Regions from separate parts of the Pan troglodytes genome. Here all the other regions are linked to region 1. A link is a contact called in public Hi-C and HiChIP or PLAC-seq data. All regions are on one chromosome and are shown on one strand. The core of a region is the stretch at or near the end of the contact, and the rest is flanking DNA. Distances in the headings are between cores, read along the strand shown. Region 1 holds the start of PAPPA (pappalysin 1). Region 2 overlaps ASTN2 (astrotactin 2). Region 3 overlaps ASTN2 (astrotactin 2).

The links. Hi-C and Micro-C count contacts between places; a contact is called where the count stands out from the background. HiChIP or PLAC-seq counts read pairs in DNA pulled down with a chosen protein or histone mark.
Region 2: a contact with region 1 is called in a Hi-C map of induced pluripotent stem cells, with 2.9 times the contacts expected there. The contact joins the enhancer-like site here to the promoter of PAPPA in region 1. A contact is called at or near these places in 3 of 7 Hi-C or Micro-C datasets (induced pluripotent stem cells and stem cell-derived neural progenitor cells).
Region 3: an H3K4me3 HiChIP or PLAC-seq map of stem cell-derived excitatory neurons shows a contact between it and region 1, with 12 times the contacts expected there. The contact joins the enhancer-like site here to the promoter of PAPPA in region 1. A contact is called at or near these places in 4 of 7 Hi-C or Micro-C datasets (blood, induced pluripotent stem cells and stem cell-derived neural progenitor cells), 1 of 1 datasets of contacts at active chromatin or transcription factors (stem cell-derived excitatory neurons) and 1 of 1 other capture datasets (stem cell-derived neural stem cells).

What each region holds. Positions count from the first base shown.
Region 1 is chr11:22,280,930-22,285,730 of NHGRI_mPanTro3-v2.0_pri, forward strand. It overlaps PAPPA (pappalysin 1), which reads right to left and starts at 2,804. Exons shown (of 22, transcript XM_016961539.4): 1 at 2,002-2,804. The coding sequence starts at 2,422.
Region 2 is chr11:21,788,452-21,793,252 of NHGRI_mPanTro3-v2.0_pri, forward strand. The region is part of intron 17 of ASTN2 (astrotactin 2); the gene reads left to right. All of the region lies in intron 2 of TRIM32 (tripartite motif containing 32), which reads right to left. Among named protein-coding and RNA genes, the nearest start is that of TRIM32, 49 kb to the right of the region's middle. Within about 2 kb of position 2,445, at least 2 of the 24 cell types and tissues checked have an H3K27ac peak or open chromatin away from gene starts, as enhancers often do. A contact at or near this core is called in induced pluripotent stem cells, where this site is marked.
Region 3 is chr11:21,863,757-21,868,557 of NHGRI_mPanTro3-v2.0_pri, forward strand. The region is part of intron 19 of ASTN2 (astrotactin 2); the gene reads left to right. It overlaps LOC104007994 (a long non-coding RNA gene), which reads right to left. Exons shown (of 9, transcript XR_010148575.1): 9 at 4,105-4,801. Among named protein-coding and RNA genes, the nearest start is that of TRIM32, 26 kb to the left of the region's middle. Within about 2 kb of position 2,160, at least 4 of the 24 cell types and tissues checked have an H3K27ac peak or open chromatin away from gene starts, as enhancers often do. A contact at or near this core is called in stem cell-derived excitatory neurons, where this site is marked.

The sequences.
Region 1 (4,801 bases), core at 1,554-4,053:
GACAGCAGTGCTTATTTATTTATTTTATTTTTTTCGTTTTGAGAGGAATGTTATTTCTACACATAAAATGGACCAGGCATTTTATACAAGCAATAATAACCTAACGCCCCCCATCCAATTAAAGTATTTTACTGCAACAATCTTTGTGTGAGAGAGTGAATGAGTGCTCAAGAGAATGTGTGTGAAGAGAGGCTCCTTGTCTGAATTATAGACATTTATAAAGCAGTCTCCTGTGGAATCCCAGGTGTTATATATATATATATATATATATATATATATATATACATATATATATATACACACACACACGTATTTATGTAGACACACTTACATAGTTAAAATGCATTCACTACCCTTTCACTGATGATGCCTGCATAACCCTGTGCTCTCCTCTCTCCAGGGAATGCCTTCCAAATCACTGGTACTAGGTAAAGACTAGGAAAAACCAGACCTACAGATTAAAAAAAAAAAAAAAAAATCACCTCCAAGCAGCAGTCTCTTTGCTTTTTCACATGTTTGGAAAGAGAAGTCAACATACTACAGCTCTAAATTATCACCATCGTCATTATTATTATGGATAACGTTTCCTCTGTTCCAAATTAGACCCTCCTCTGGGCAAATAGGGCTTGCGAGTTAAAAGTGAATGAGTTCAGTCTCCTTCTTCTTCCCGGAGGAAAAAAAAAAGGAAAAATAGCATGCGATGACGTCAGTTGTGGGTTGTTGGGGGGAATCACTGTATCGCTCTCCTTTGATAGCTGGAAAGCGGGGGCTTCGGGAGACGTATTCTTGGGATAGCAGCAGAGTGTGGGTCTCCTAAAGGGGTCTTCATGTCAACTGGATAGTCAGTGCTACATCTGTGAAAGTCCAAGCCATGGAAAGACAGGAAGAAGCAGAACTGCCCGAAGAGCTCACAGCTTTCCCTTCTAAGAAAGTGTGTATGTGTGAGGGGGTGGGATCGCAAAACGCCTTCACACGTTTCCTGGCTGCAGTGAAGGGGGAACCCCTACTCTCACTTTAAGACGTCCCAGGACATGGCAAGATTGTTTGTGCAGAAAGGGAATCTCCCAGACAGAAAAGGCAAAACTTTCCTCCTCTCTTCCAGCGCCGCCCCCACCTCCGCTCCCCAGTTTTATTAAAGGCATTTCCAGAGATTCATTTAGAGGGGGGAAAATGGATGCTGGAGCATTTCTAAGGTTTGCAATCCTCGCAAAGTGTCCGATTTCACTATAGGCTTTGCTGTGGAACAGCGAAGGGGAGAGAGAGGGAGGTTGAGGAGGGAGAACTCAAATTCATTACGGGCTCATAAAGTCCCATATGAGAAAAGCGCCCCGTTTCGCAGCCGCGTCTGGGGAACGCTGGCGGGGTATGCGTTAGGAAGGTCTCGTCCCAGCCCCGAGTGACAGGCAATGGGCTTTAAAAGCTAGGACATGGGATGGCGTGGAGTGGGTGAGGGTGAGTCCCAGAGGCAGGCTTCAATCAGTGAGCAACTTTGGGGCACTTCGAGGACTTCTAAGTCCTGGCGATTACAACAACCTTGCCCTTGCCGGCTTTCAGGGGAATGGGGCCTAATGAAGGGGAGTTACCCCCATTAAAACGTCAAAGAAATCAACGGTCCCCAAGTCTCCTTTCACATGCATCTCAATTGGGTCATCCTCCCTTTCATCCCAAAAGGAGAGAGTGCATCTGACCATTCGGAGCACGGGTTACGTGCCCTAGGCTCCGGGAACCAGCCCTCACTGGCCGAGGGTCCGCGGGGCCGCCAGGAGGGCTCCCCAGGTTCCTCCCAGGGATGGAGCAGCTACGCCTTCCGAGTGTGCCCATTCCACCGATGGGGCAAAGTGAGGCTCTCAGCTCGCCCGGATGTCTCTGCGCCGCTCGCGGGGCAGCTCCCGCACAGACACGCCCGCAAGCCCCCGACCCGCCCGCCACCCGCGCCCAGACACCCGCGAGCCTCTGGGGCCGCAGGGACGGTGCAGCGCCCGCCGAGGCGCCCTCACCTACCTGTGATCACTGCCGGAGACCTCTGGCCCCCCTCCGCTCGCAGCCACACTTGCAGCGTGAACGCGTCCCGGGGCAGCTCGAGGTCGGCCCGGAGGCGCAGCTGCTCGCCTCGCCCGCTGAAATAGAGCGCCCGGCTCGGCGGGCTCGGCTTCTCGGTGGCGCCCCTCGCCTCCCGCTGCTGCCGCCGCCGGGGGACGCGCACGGCTTCCCAGGCACCGCCCGGCGGCGGCGGCGGCGGCGGCGGCGGCGAGGCGCGGCGGCCGCGGGCCGCCCGGGTGGCGCAGGTGGCCGGGCCGGCGGCGGGGCGCGGGGGTCGGCCGGCCCGCGGGTCTCTCCGGGCCCGGCGGGGACGCTCGGCCAGCCCGCAGCCCAGCGCGGCGCTCAGCAGCCCCAGGTGCAGCACCCAACTCCAGAGCCGCATGTCCGACGGTTCCCCCCGCCCCCCCTTCGCCCCTGCACCGCCACCCGGAGCTGCCAGCTTTGGGAGCCTCGGCGCCTCGACTTTCTTCGCTTCTTCACCCTTCTTGGGCGAGCCCCCCCTTCCACTTGCTTTTTTCTTTTCTTTCTCGCTTTCCTCCTCAAGGTGTGTGCTCCACTCTCCCCACCTTTGAAAAATACAGCCCAACTCCTCCTGGTTGGCAATTAATTTCTCTCCCCGCTCCTTTATCTGCCTTATTTTCCCCCTAACAGCTGGTTGCCTTCCTCCTTGTTTTATTTCATTTTATTTTATATGATTTCTCGCTCCAAAAAAAAGCTCCTCTTAAGACTGATCCGCTGAATTCCCTCCCCCCAAAAGATGCTCTAATTTATTTATTTTTTGCGTCCTTTATAACACAAGCCACAGCCCCCTTCTCCCCCCCCCCGTCCCCCCTCCCCTCCCTCCTTCTTCTCAAAATGAAAGGAAAGAGGGGGAAAAAATCCCTCAGAAGATGAGTAAACAAGCGTATGCTAATCTGCTCCCCAGCGCTCCACCTTCCCAATTGAATGAGTCCCTGTTAAAACTGCGGGGATCATGACTAATCAATCAGTTTGGAGAGGCCGAGCTATCCAGCTTTCCTTCACTTTGCCGTTTGCCTCCTTTCCTTCGCTCCCGCTTCTCCACCCCCTCCTTTTCTCTCTCTCTCTTTTTTTTTTTTAAGAAGACAATCTTAAAGTAACAATTTAATGAAATTCTGTACACACCCCCTTACGGTCCTCCCAGCTCTCATTCCTGCTCAAAACACACATTCCTGTTTTTGTTTTGTTTTGCTTGCTTTTTTTCCCTCCCTCACTTCCCCCACTTATTATTATTATTTCTGATGGCAGGAGAAAAATCTGTCTCTTCTCTTAGGATCCCCTTTGCACTTTGCTGGTAAACCTCATCCTTTTCTGTAGCACATAAAGAGTCTTGAAACTTGATTCTTAGATTTTTTTTTTTAATTCTCTCTCTCTCTCTGTCTCTCCCTCCCTCCCTCTCCCTCTCTTTCTCTTTTTCTCACTCTCTCCCTTACTCTTCTCTTCCCGCTTCCTCTCCCTTTACCTCTTTCCCTCTTCTTTTCCCTCTTTTTTTTTTTTTTTTTTTTTGCTTCCCCTGTCCTTTTCCCTCTCAGAATTTCCTTAAAGTTGTACGATGATGAACCATTCCCCTCTTTTCTGAGCCCCCAGATAAGGCTTGCTTCAGCTAACCCAAATGTTTCCAAAGTTCTTATGGAATCATCACAAGAAAATAGAAGAAAGGCACTGTCCAGGACATCTGCCTTTCAGAAGCTGTAGTCCTAGTACAACTGGGTCTCTGAATTTCCCCGAATACTCTTTAAAATACTCTGTTGGTCATTAGAAATTATTTTAATTTTATAAGAAGAAAATGAGAGAAAAATATTAATTTGCCTAATTTTTTCAACTTAAGCAATTCAGGTCCTCTGAAATTGTTAAAGTCACAGGTAAGGATCTGACCATTTGCTGCTTTGTAGGTCTGTTTTTGAACTGGGACATACATGTAATATATTTTTTTCTTCTTTTTTCCCCCTCTTTATAGAACTCAAAAGCTCCCCCTTATGGCAAAACAGATCTTCTTTTATTTTGTCCAAGTGTTTAATAAGTCAAAACGTGTTAGCAATGGTGGATTACAAGCTATTAATTACCAATCTATTCCAATAAGGTAGTGATAAAAATATTCTGTGTGAAGTTTGCATGTGAATAGCGTGCTGAGAGCCTGCGATGAAATTAACTCCACTAAATTGTAACTTTCTTCTTCAATTGCTCTTATCTTCCGAGCTGCTCCAGATCTTTCTTGAGAGCTGGGAACATTGCTACACGCTTCAGGAAGAGAGAAAACCAGGGAAGAATGTTTGTTGGCGAAAGTATGACGATTTGTCGGATGAGCAAATGACTCAGACATCCCCTCTATGAAAGCTGGAATGCGATATATGCAAAGATTATGGAAGCTTTCTGAAAATGGGAGATCTCAGATTCATACCTTCCTAGTTTAGAAAGAAGTTGCTGAATAGTCTTAGACTAAGAACGTTTGAACTCTGTTTCTGTAGTCATAAAATGAAAATAGCACAATAACCTAAATGTGTTTCCAGAGACTGCCTGGAGGAAAGAAAATCTTGGGTGCACAATGTCATGAATAAAGAATTTGCCTAAGCAAATCTTTGACTTTTTGCAACTCCAAGTCATCTGTAAAAGGTTGCCATTGGATAAAAAGAGAGCTATGTTGAACAACATAAATTGTATCATTCAAAATCCCCCTTCCTCTCCAATAGAGGTTGGACCATGACTACTGATTTACTTCAGTTGTGGCGATTAGGCATTTAGAAAC
Region 2 (4,801 bases), core at 1,195-3,694, 490 kb before region 1:
GAGGTGATGATGATGCATGATTATTGGCAGGAGGCTGATGGGATTAGATTGTGTGGCAGAAGGAGGCCTCTGTAAAAAACCCAAATTCCCATCCATGGGACAGCATTGAAATAAAGCACAGGATATATATTCAATAGAATATACTACAGTAACCAAAATGAATGAGCTATAGTGATACCTGTCAATATGAAATGAATGAACGTATTATTAACTGAAGAAAGTAAGTCCTAAAGATTTTTTTTTTTTTTTTTTGAGACAGAGTTTTGTTCTTGTTGCCCAGGCTGGAGTGCAATGGCGTGATCTCAGCTCACTGCAACCTCCACCTCCTGGGTTCAAGCGATTCTCCTGCCTCAGCTTCCGGAGTAGCTGGGATTACAGGTACCTGCCACCATGCCCAGCTAATTTTTTGTGTTTTTAGTAGAAACGGGGTTTCACCATGTTGGTCAGGCTGGTCTTGAACTCCTGGCCTCAGGTGATCCACCCACCTCGGCCTCCCAAAGTGCTGGGATTACAGGCAAGAGCCACCATGCCTGGCTCCAAAGATTTTATATGGCACAACACCCTTTCCTCCCTTCTTCAAGTTAAAGCATACCTACACCTCAAATATACTATCTTTTAGGAATAAATACAGATGCAATAAATATGATTTAAAAAGGGAAGCAAGGAAGTGATGAACATAGGAGACAGGATGATGGTGATCTTGAGTCAGGAAAACTAAGGTAATGGCATAAGGAAGCATATGTTACATGTAAGTACTCAAGTTCCTAGCTGGTGTTTTTTTGTTTGTTTGTTTGTTTGAGACTGAGTCTCACTCTATCTCCCAGGCTAGGGTGCAGTGGCGCAATCTTGGCTCACTGCAACCTCCGCCTCCTGGGTTCAAACAATTCTTCTGCCTCAGCCTCCTGAGTAGCTGGGATTACAGGCGTCCACCACCACGCCTGGCTAATTTTTGTATTTTTAGTAGAGACAAGGTTTCAACATGTTGGCCAGGCTGGTCTCGAACTTCTGACCTGAAGCAATCTGCTCGCCTCAGCCTCCCAAAGTGCTGGAATTACAGGTGTAAGCCACTGCGCCCAGCTCCTAGCTGGTGTTTTTGGTGGTAGATTAGTGAGAGTTCATTAAAGTTTAAAAAGTTTATTAAAACTAACTAGCTAACTGAACAAATAAATAAAGCCTACCCATGCATGGCTCAACAATGAGCTTCAGTCCTAAACTGAACATTGCAAATAATCTAACTCTGTGCATCAGAGGTCCCCAAACTAACACCAACAATAAAATACATATGTGTATGTCTCCACACCTCCAGCTGCAGGGTCAGAATAGACTGTGAGAATGTAAGAGTAGAATCAAGGAGATCCATGAGGAGGCTGTTGCAGATTCCAATAAATAACAAGCACAGGCCCAGGGCCAGTGGTTCACGCCTGTAATCCCAGCACTTTGGGAGCCTGAGGTGAGAGGATAGCTTGAGCCCAGTGGGTTCAAGACCAGGCTGGGCAATATAGGGAGACCACCATTTCTGAAAGAAAAATTAGGCCAAGTGCGGTGACTCACACCTGTAATCTTAGCACTTTGGGAGGCCGAGACGGGCTGATCATGAGGTCAGGAGTTCAAGACCAGCCTGTACAACATGGTGAAACCCCGTCTCTACTAAAAATACAAAACTTAGTTGGGTGTGGTGGCATGCACCTATAATCCCAGCTACTCAGGAGGCTGAGGCAGGAGAATCTCTTGAACCCGAGAGGCAGCGGTTCCAGTGAGCCAAGATCGCACCATTGCACTCCAGTCTGGGCAACAGAGCAAGACTCTGTCTCAAAAAAAAAAAAAAAGAAAAAGAAAAAATTGGCCTGGTGTGGTGGTGCACACCTGTCATCCAGCTACTCTGGAGGCTGAGGTGGGAGGGTCGCTTGAGCGCATCAAGCGCTCGAGGAGGAGGTCAAGGCTTCAGTGAGCTGTGATTGTGTCACTGCACTTCAACCTGGGTAACAGAATGAGACACTGTCTCCAAAACATAAATAAATAAAAATACCTAGTAGTTCGACTAGTGTTGTATCAGTGAGGTTGTAGTTGTGTTTAACTGGCCTTCTGGGACTTGGTGAATGAGCCTGTGAATATCCCTGTTTACTGCTCTGTGAACTCGCTCCAGTGACGGCCTTTCTGGGCCACACTGTCCTCATCTGCAATGTGGCACACTACAAGCCAAGCCACGGGACTTTTGCAATGTGTTCTTGGCACATGCATAGCAATAGATAGGCTGGTGGTGCCTTTCCTGTTTGTGCAGGAGCCAGATTCCCCTATGTCTGGATTCCATGCCAGGTTCCCTCAGCATCATTGAAATATTCAACTCATTGGAAATCCAGTGAGGTCTTTCTGAGGCTAATTAGTGGTGTGTGATCAGAGAATCCCAAGAGTGTGAAAGTGGTCACTAGATGTCACTGTTCTCCTTGCAGGAGACCTGTAGACCTGGAAGTGCTAGTCGTTCATTCATTAAGTATCTTTGAGCCCCCACTGTATGCTAAGACTGCGTTATACCCTGAAGAGTGAACAGTATGACAAGTGGATATGGTCTTTATCTTTATGGAGTTCACAGACTTATGGAGAAGACAGATATTAATGAAACAATCACACGAATAAGTAGAGTCAAGACTGTACAGAGTACTAGGCTGGTGGATTGCAAGCATATATTAAGGGGCCTTACGCAGTCAGAGAAGGCTTTCCTGAGAAAGTGACATGTAAAGTGAGCTTTTGGGGGCCAAGTGCATAAAATGAATATGGAAGACTGGGGTTTCAGAAAGGAAGAGGAGAATGAGAACATTGCTGGTAGAATGCCCAACTTCTGCAAACACCTGAAGAATGAGCAAATGTGACCCATTTCAGGAAGAGAATGAAAACCAGTGTGGCTGGAGCTGAGACTGGGAGAAAACTCCATGGACAATGCTGAAGAGAAGTCAGGCAGAACTGCACAACATGTGGTGAGGAGTTTAGCCCCAGGGCAATGGGGAAGCCAGGAGAAGTTAGAGCAAACAGACAGGCATGGGCACTATCTTCTCACTTCTACTCTCTTTTCCTCTTAGTGATCCTTGCAAAGAAATGTTAGAGCTGAAAGACTGTAGGCGGCTTCCTCCAAGTCTCCAGTTTCTTCTTTCCCTCCCCAAACACAAATGAAAGGCCTGTTTAAAGTGTCATGACAGCCTAAGGGATGGAGTGCCTTAGACATTTCCAAGGGAGCCAGGTTGCAGTGGGAATGAGTGGGATACACCCACTGCAGGTCTGGAAATGATCCTAGAGGAAGCGAATATGGCCACAAAATAACGCTGGTGGGAAGAAAAAGCAGCTACTCTCGTTTTGTTTATCATTTTTTCTCCAACTCTGCCACTAACTCCCATCACCCTTCCTCCCATGACTTTTCTATCTTTCTATCATCTCTACAGGCCACATGGATACAAGAAAACACTTCAGAGCCCTGACCTATAGTTGAGGGGCCTGGGCTTTCACACTGAGACATAGCTGGTCATAGCAAGTTCTTTTCTCTTTCTGGGACTTTCTTTTCCTACTTCAAAAAACAAAAAACAAAACAGAACAAAACAAAAATTAAAAAACAGATAAGTGGAGTCAGTTTCTTTCTGAGTTTCCTACAAGACACTTTATTTACATGGAAGCAGATAGTACAGATTCTTTGCTCTACCGGCTTGGGTTTGGATGTTTCCTCAATCCCCATTCACTATGTGATGCTGAATGGTGTCTTCATACCTCAGTTTCCACACTTGTAAAATGTGGTCTCACAATCCCTACTTCATGGGAATCAAAAGAGATAATGAATGCATAATGTCCAAGAAGAAATCACTTAACAGACGAATGTTATCTATGATAGTGATAAGAATATGTTTGTTTAAAATGGCTCTTTTCTTTTTCTATGTTTCCTTTGGTAACTCCTCTTCTAGATAGTACTTGAAAACTTTACTGGTACCTAAAGTGCTAGGGACATGACATTTTAGAATAGGATTCATATTTTGTATGGGAGAGGCCATTGGCTAACCCAAAAGGGCACTTTACAAATGGAGGGATCTCAGGGGCATTTTCTCACTTTATAAACATTGCTCGAACTTGTACTCTGTTGGCAATGAATATCATAGCTCATTCTAATGCAGAGTGGAAGTTCCTCTGTATGAGAACTCCCTACCCCTGGAGTAGAGGCTCTGAGTAAAATCCTGAACCCCATTTTACGGCACAGTTAGGGACTAACAGAGAGAGGATATGACATGCCTGAGGTTTGTGGGGTATTTTTGTCCTCTGATTCTGGACCAAGGTATTCTCGATGGCCTTGGGGACCATTGGACACTAGCTCCTTGGGTAGTTGGGGTCTCCTTAGGTACATTCCAGTGAATGCATGGGAAAAGATGATGCCTTCTGCCTAAGCTGGAAACGAGCCCTTGATTATACCTTGTGCTGTTGTTTTGAACAAGAGAAGCAGGAAAAAACTCTTTATGAAGAATAATTTGATTAATGCATAAATCTCCTCCCTCCACCTGTTAAATGGCTCTTACACGGCCCAAAGCCACAGAGCTTGGCTCAGCACAACTGGTGCTTAAATGTACAAGACTTTGTGCGGTTGTTAACTTAGCTCCTGGGTGAAAGAGAGTCTTCCAAGTGGAGGAGGCAGAGGAGTGGCATACTAAAGAGCCAGACAGAGTTGGATTTGAATCCCTTCTCTGCCATTTACTGTCTATGTGATCTGACTTTTACTCATTTGTAAAGTAGGCAATCTAGTATTTATCCCTTTTCATCTCAGGGTTGGGAGTTTTCT
Region 3 (4,801 bases), core at 910-3,409, 420 kb before region 1:
TTGAGTATACTGCTCACTATCTTTTAAAAAGTGATTCCTGTAGCCAAAAAAGGCCTCATTTCCTACCTTTTTCCTTCTTACTTAAGGCTTGGCAAGTTAGGACCCATGGGCTGGCTGTCTGTTTTGTAGATAAAGTTTTATTGGAACACAGCCATGTCCTTTTATTTACATATTATCTATGGCTGTTTTCACACTACATGGCAATGTCAAGCACTTGCAACAGAGACTGTGTGGCTCACAAGGCAGAAAATATTTACTACCAGCTACTTCACATTTAAAAGTTGCTGACCTTTGATCTAACTAAGCTTCCTCTATCCTTCAAAGCATAGCTAAAATTCACTTCCCCTGGGAAGTTTTCCCCGATTCTCCCAGGTCTCACTCAGTCCTCTCACCTTGGATGTACAATGCCACTTCTTGTCCACATTTTTTATACCATGTTTCTCTTTTTTATATGATTTTAAAAACAATTCTAAGTACAATGTATGGCTTTGGGGACAACTGCCACATTTTATACTTTCTATAAAATCATACTCACAGGAGTTGGCAAAGTGGAAGTTGTATATGGTTTATAGAGAGGTGCCTGGTATTGAGTGTTGCTGTCACTGACCAATGCCATAACTTGGGACAAACCACTTCACTTCTCTGAGTCTCTCTTCTCATCTGTCATTTAACATGATAACATAGTACCTACCTGTGTAGGTTAGTACAAGATCCAAAGAGATTAACTAAAACAAACACACAAAAGCAAAAGCAAACAAACAAAAAACATGATTCTTGTAGTAAATGGTTATTTAATAATAACTGAATTATGCTACTTGGGGTCTTGCTTTGCCCATGTGTAAATTTAGAATTTTGTCCCATAACATTCTGGAAAAAAAATCCATTATTCATATCTTTTGTGAAATGCTGAGTACAGTCTCCTCCTTTCTTAGAAATTCATAAGACATTATCATATTAAAGGCTCTGAGATATCCCATGAGAAAAAAAAATCTGTTTAACTTTATTTAATCCTGTATTTTTCAAATTTATTTGGCCACACCTTCAAATAACTATTAATGTCTCATGGGAGGTAATGTTCTGAAGAACACACTTTCGACCAATTGGGCCAAGTGGTCCTTTGGTTCACCTGGAGCTGTCATCCTGAGTTAAAGAATAGCCATTGCTTATCAGAGCCTCTTCTTTAATCACCAGCACAAGGAATGCAATGAAAACTCATGTTTTTGCATAAAATGGTGCCTTTGGTTGTGTTTCTTCTATAACGCAGGAAATAGTAAATGTGTATATTCTCAAACCCCATGATATTAGCCATGCAGGCTGTTGGATGTTCTGCCTCCTGATGATGTGTGTTTGTGTATATATGTGTGTGTGTGTGTTTGTGTGTGTGTGTGCATGTACCCACATGTGTGCACGCATGTACCCACATGTGTGCACACAGCACCTTTCTCTTCCTGTTGAGGCTGTCAGAGTCACGCACCTGGGGCATTACAAGTCCTGGGTACCTCTATAACTATTCCCTTTCTTCTCACAAGAGTGCCTTTGACCTCTTTCTGTTAAATCCCCTAGAAACATTTCAGTCCTCCCTCTTTCTGGAACTGGAACACTTGGGTCTCCACCTTGGGTCCCTGCTGCAAAGGGGAAATTGGGGTCTTGGGAAATTATTCCCAAGGGAAAGCGTGAAGTCATTGGGTAAGCATAGATTTGAGATTCTGACTTCCTCAAACATAAATTGGGAATAGCTGACCCTTTCACCAGTGAGGGCTAGCACACATTTTGTTGGCTTATGCCCATGGGGCTGAGACCCAAGTAGGTGGTCAGGGAAGCCTTCCTCACCATCTGCTTAAGACGTATCTGCCGAATACTCAGTATCTCAGTGCACTTATTCACACCCTCTTTCATTCTCCAAAACATCGCGCTTTCAATGGCAAATTATAGGTGACCCTACCCATTCCTCTCCTAAAGTCCCTTATTAAGAAGGCTGGAAGTCTCAGGGGTGAGCAGCAAGGGAAAGAGGAAGTCTGTTTCCAGTGGTGTTCATGGCCCATACAGCCAACAGAGGGCGCTCCCACACCACGCAACACTGGGGTCCAAGGATCCAGGCAGGCCCTGGGGAAGGCGGCCAGCTGACCTTTCTCCAGGCTGTTCTTGGGTTGCCAGAGCAGCGGAGGTGTCAGCTGAGAGTGGTCACAGCCTGGGGAGGAGAAGGCAGGGAGAGAGGCTGGGGCACCCGAAGGGGAGGAGGAGCTGGCAGGGAAAACACACAGACACATTTCACAGAGGCAGAGACACAGGGAAACACACAGAATATGCAGTTGTACCTACAAACAACAAATGCAACATACCCCGCACAGACACAGCATGCAGCCAGGGGATTTAGAGAAATCATATAGGGTGCAGACTCACAAATGAATGCAATCCATCCCATACAGGTATACACAATGCAGTCACCTCAGCCAGCTAAACAAAAACAAAGGCAACACACAGACACCAACACATATAAACATACATGTGAGCACATCACCCAACAGGGACATTCAAGCTATGTGCAGCCAACGAAAGGCAGATAACAAAGAGACACGGTCACACACACACGGGAAGCACACAGACACATACAGTAGATCCACAACACATACAAAGTCACACACCATGGGGATAGCATGCCACGCACAGACAACACACAGCTTGTACTCAACACATGACAGATGCCTCAAGAGGCATATCATAGATAAACAGCACAGGCACACAGATGCGTAAACATAGCCACCTTCCCACAGGCATACTGTAAAGATATACATACCGTGTGCCACATGGATCCACCCAGCACAAACAGACACAGACACATTAGATGGCATCCACTCACGTAGCACCCACAGCACAGCACACACCAAATACTCACACTCACCGTATGGACATAACTCCACATGGATCAAAAGCACTTGTAATTCAGTAAATGTTTCTAAAAGAGAAAAGAGGGAGAGGCCAGAAATGGGGAAAGAGAAGAGAAAGGGTTGTGAAAGATGGAAAAAGAGACAGAATAGAAGAAAAGTGAGAAGACCCAGGGAAGGAGGGCTGGAGTCCAGATCGAGTGCTCAGCTTGGTCTCTTTCCCCTCTCTGCCTCGGTCATGATAGCAAAGAACAAGGTGATTTCAGGTGGCTCCCTTGGGGAAACCACATAGACTTGATGGCTACAGTAGGAGCTGATGGTGCCCCAGGGAGAGGAAACCACCAGCGTGGGGCCAGGGATTGTGCCTCAGTCTCATCTGGGGCAGTGGCACCGAATCATATCTGAGTCCTTGCAGCTTCCATTTCATCTCCAGGGAGATCAGCTCCAATCTTCCCCATCTCATTTAATCCTGACCTGTGAGTGTCTTACTGTTCATATCTGACTTTCTCTAGGCAGCAAATGTTGCAAAGAAACAATTACCAAAACTCTCAGGATGTATCTCCTTCTTCCTTTTAAAAATATACCTTTTTAAAAAATAAAAGGAGAACATGTGAGTGATCCTAACAGAGCTTGTTCTGCCAGAAAAGACAGGACAGGTCAGGATGGTACAGGATTCAGCAAAGGTTGCTTATTATGTAACTAAACAAATAAAACTTACTTGGAATCACAGGATTTTGAGTGAAACAGATTCAGATGAGCACACTTTCTCAAGCAACCATCCTGGCCCAGATCAATGCAGGGTGCTGGGATATAGAAATAACAGACTCAGCCGGGCGCGGTGGCTCATGCCTGTAATCCCAGCACTTTGGGAGGCCAAGGCGGGTGGATCACGAGGTCAGGAGATCAAGACCATCCTGGCTAACACGGTGAAACCCCGTCTGTACTAAAAATACAAAAAAAATTAGCCGGGCATGGTGGCGGGCGCCGGTAGTCCCAGCTACTCGAGAGGCTGAGGCGGGAGAAAGGCATGAACCTGGGAGGCAGAGCTTGCAGTGAGCCGAGATGATGCCACTGCACTCCAGCCTGGAGCCGGGGCGACCGAGTGAGACTCTGTCTCAAAAAAAAAAGAAATAAGACTAAAAGCCCTCATGTTAAAAGCTGTAGAACAATAGGTGATAGAGATATAAAATTTAAAACTTATACAATAAGAGAGAAAGGGTTAAGTAAATATATAGGATTTGGTTATTCTTATATTGATAAGGAAAGAAGGGGCAGAATGAACATTAATTGAAAACCCACTATATGAACTGTGCTGGGAACTGTATATCAGTTATCTCAGTTAAAGCTCATAAAACAACTTTGGAAAGTAGAAATTATCAGCTTCATGCTTCAGATAAAGAAAGCAAGGCTAGAAACGTGAAACCACCTGCTCAAGACAGCAAAGTTAGGGAGCCCAGATTCGAACCGAGTAATCTGCTTCAAAGCCCCCTGACTTTTCCACCCCATGGTAATAAGCATCTCCAATGACTTTTCACATCTTGAGCAAGAGCCAACAGAAGCAGGAGACAGACAGTCAAAGCAAGGAGACTCTGAATTAGACGGCATGACGGAATACATTAGACTCTCCAACCAGTCAGAGAAACCTTGGGCTGTGAACTTGCTGGTCATTTCCCCAAGGCCTTGCGTGCTCCAGTTTCTGGGTCTGGAAAGAGGTCTCCACTTAGGTATCAATATGCTGATTCCCAAAGTTCCTGCTGAGGCCCTCTGTCCTTGGGCGGTTAAGCTCTCGGCTCCATCATCACGCAGCCTACCATATGAGCCCGGTGTCAGGGATCTCTGGCATCTTGAGTTTTCCTAGGTGTCAATACGTAGAGAAAAGAAGGAAGGCAGCAAAACACATGAACCCAAATGTGAATTGA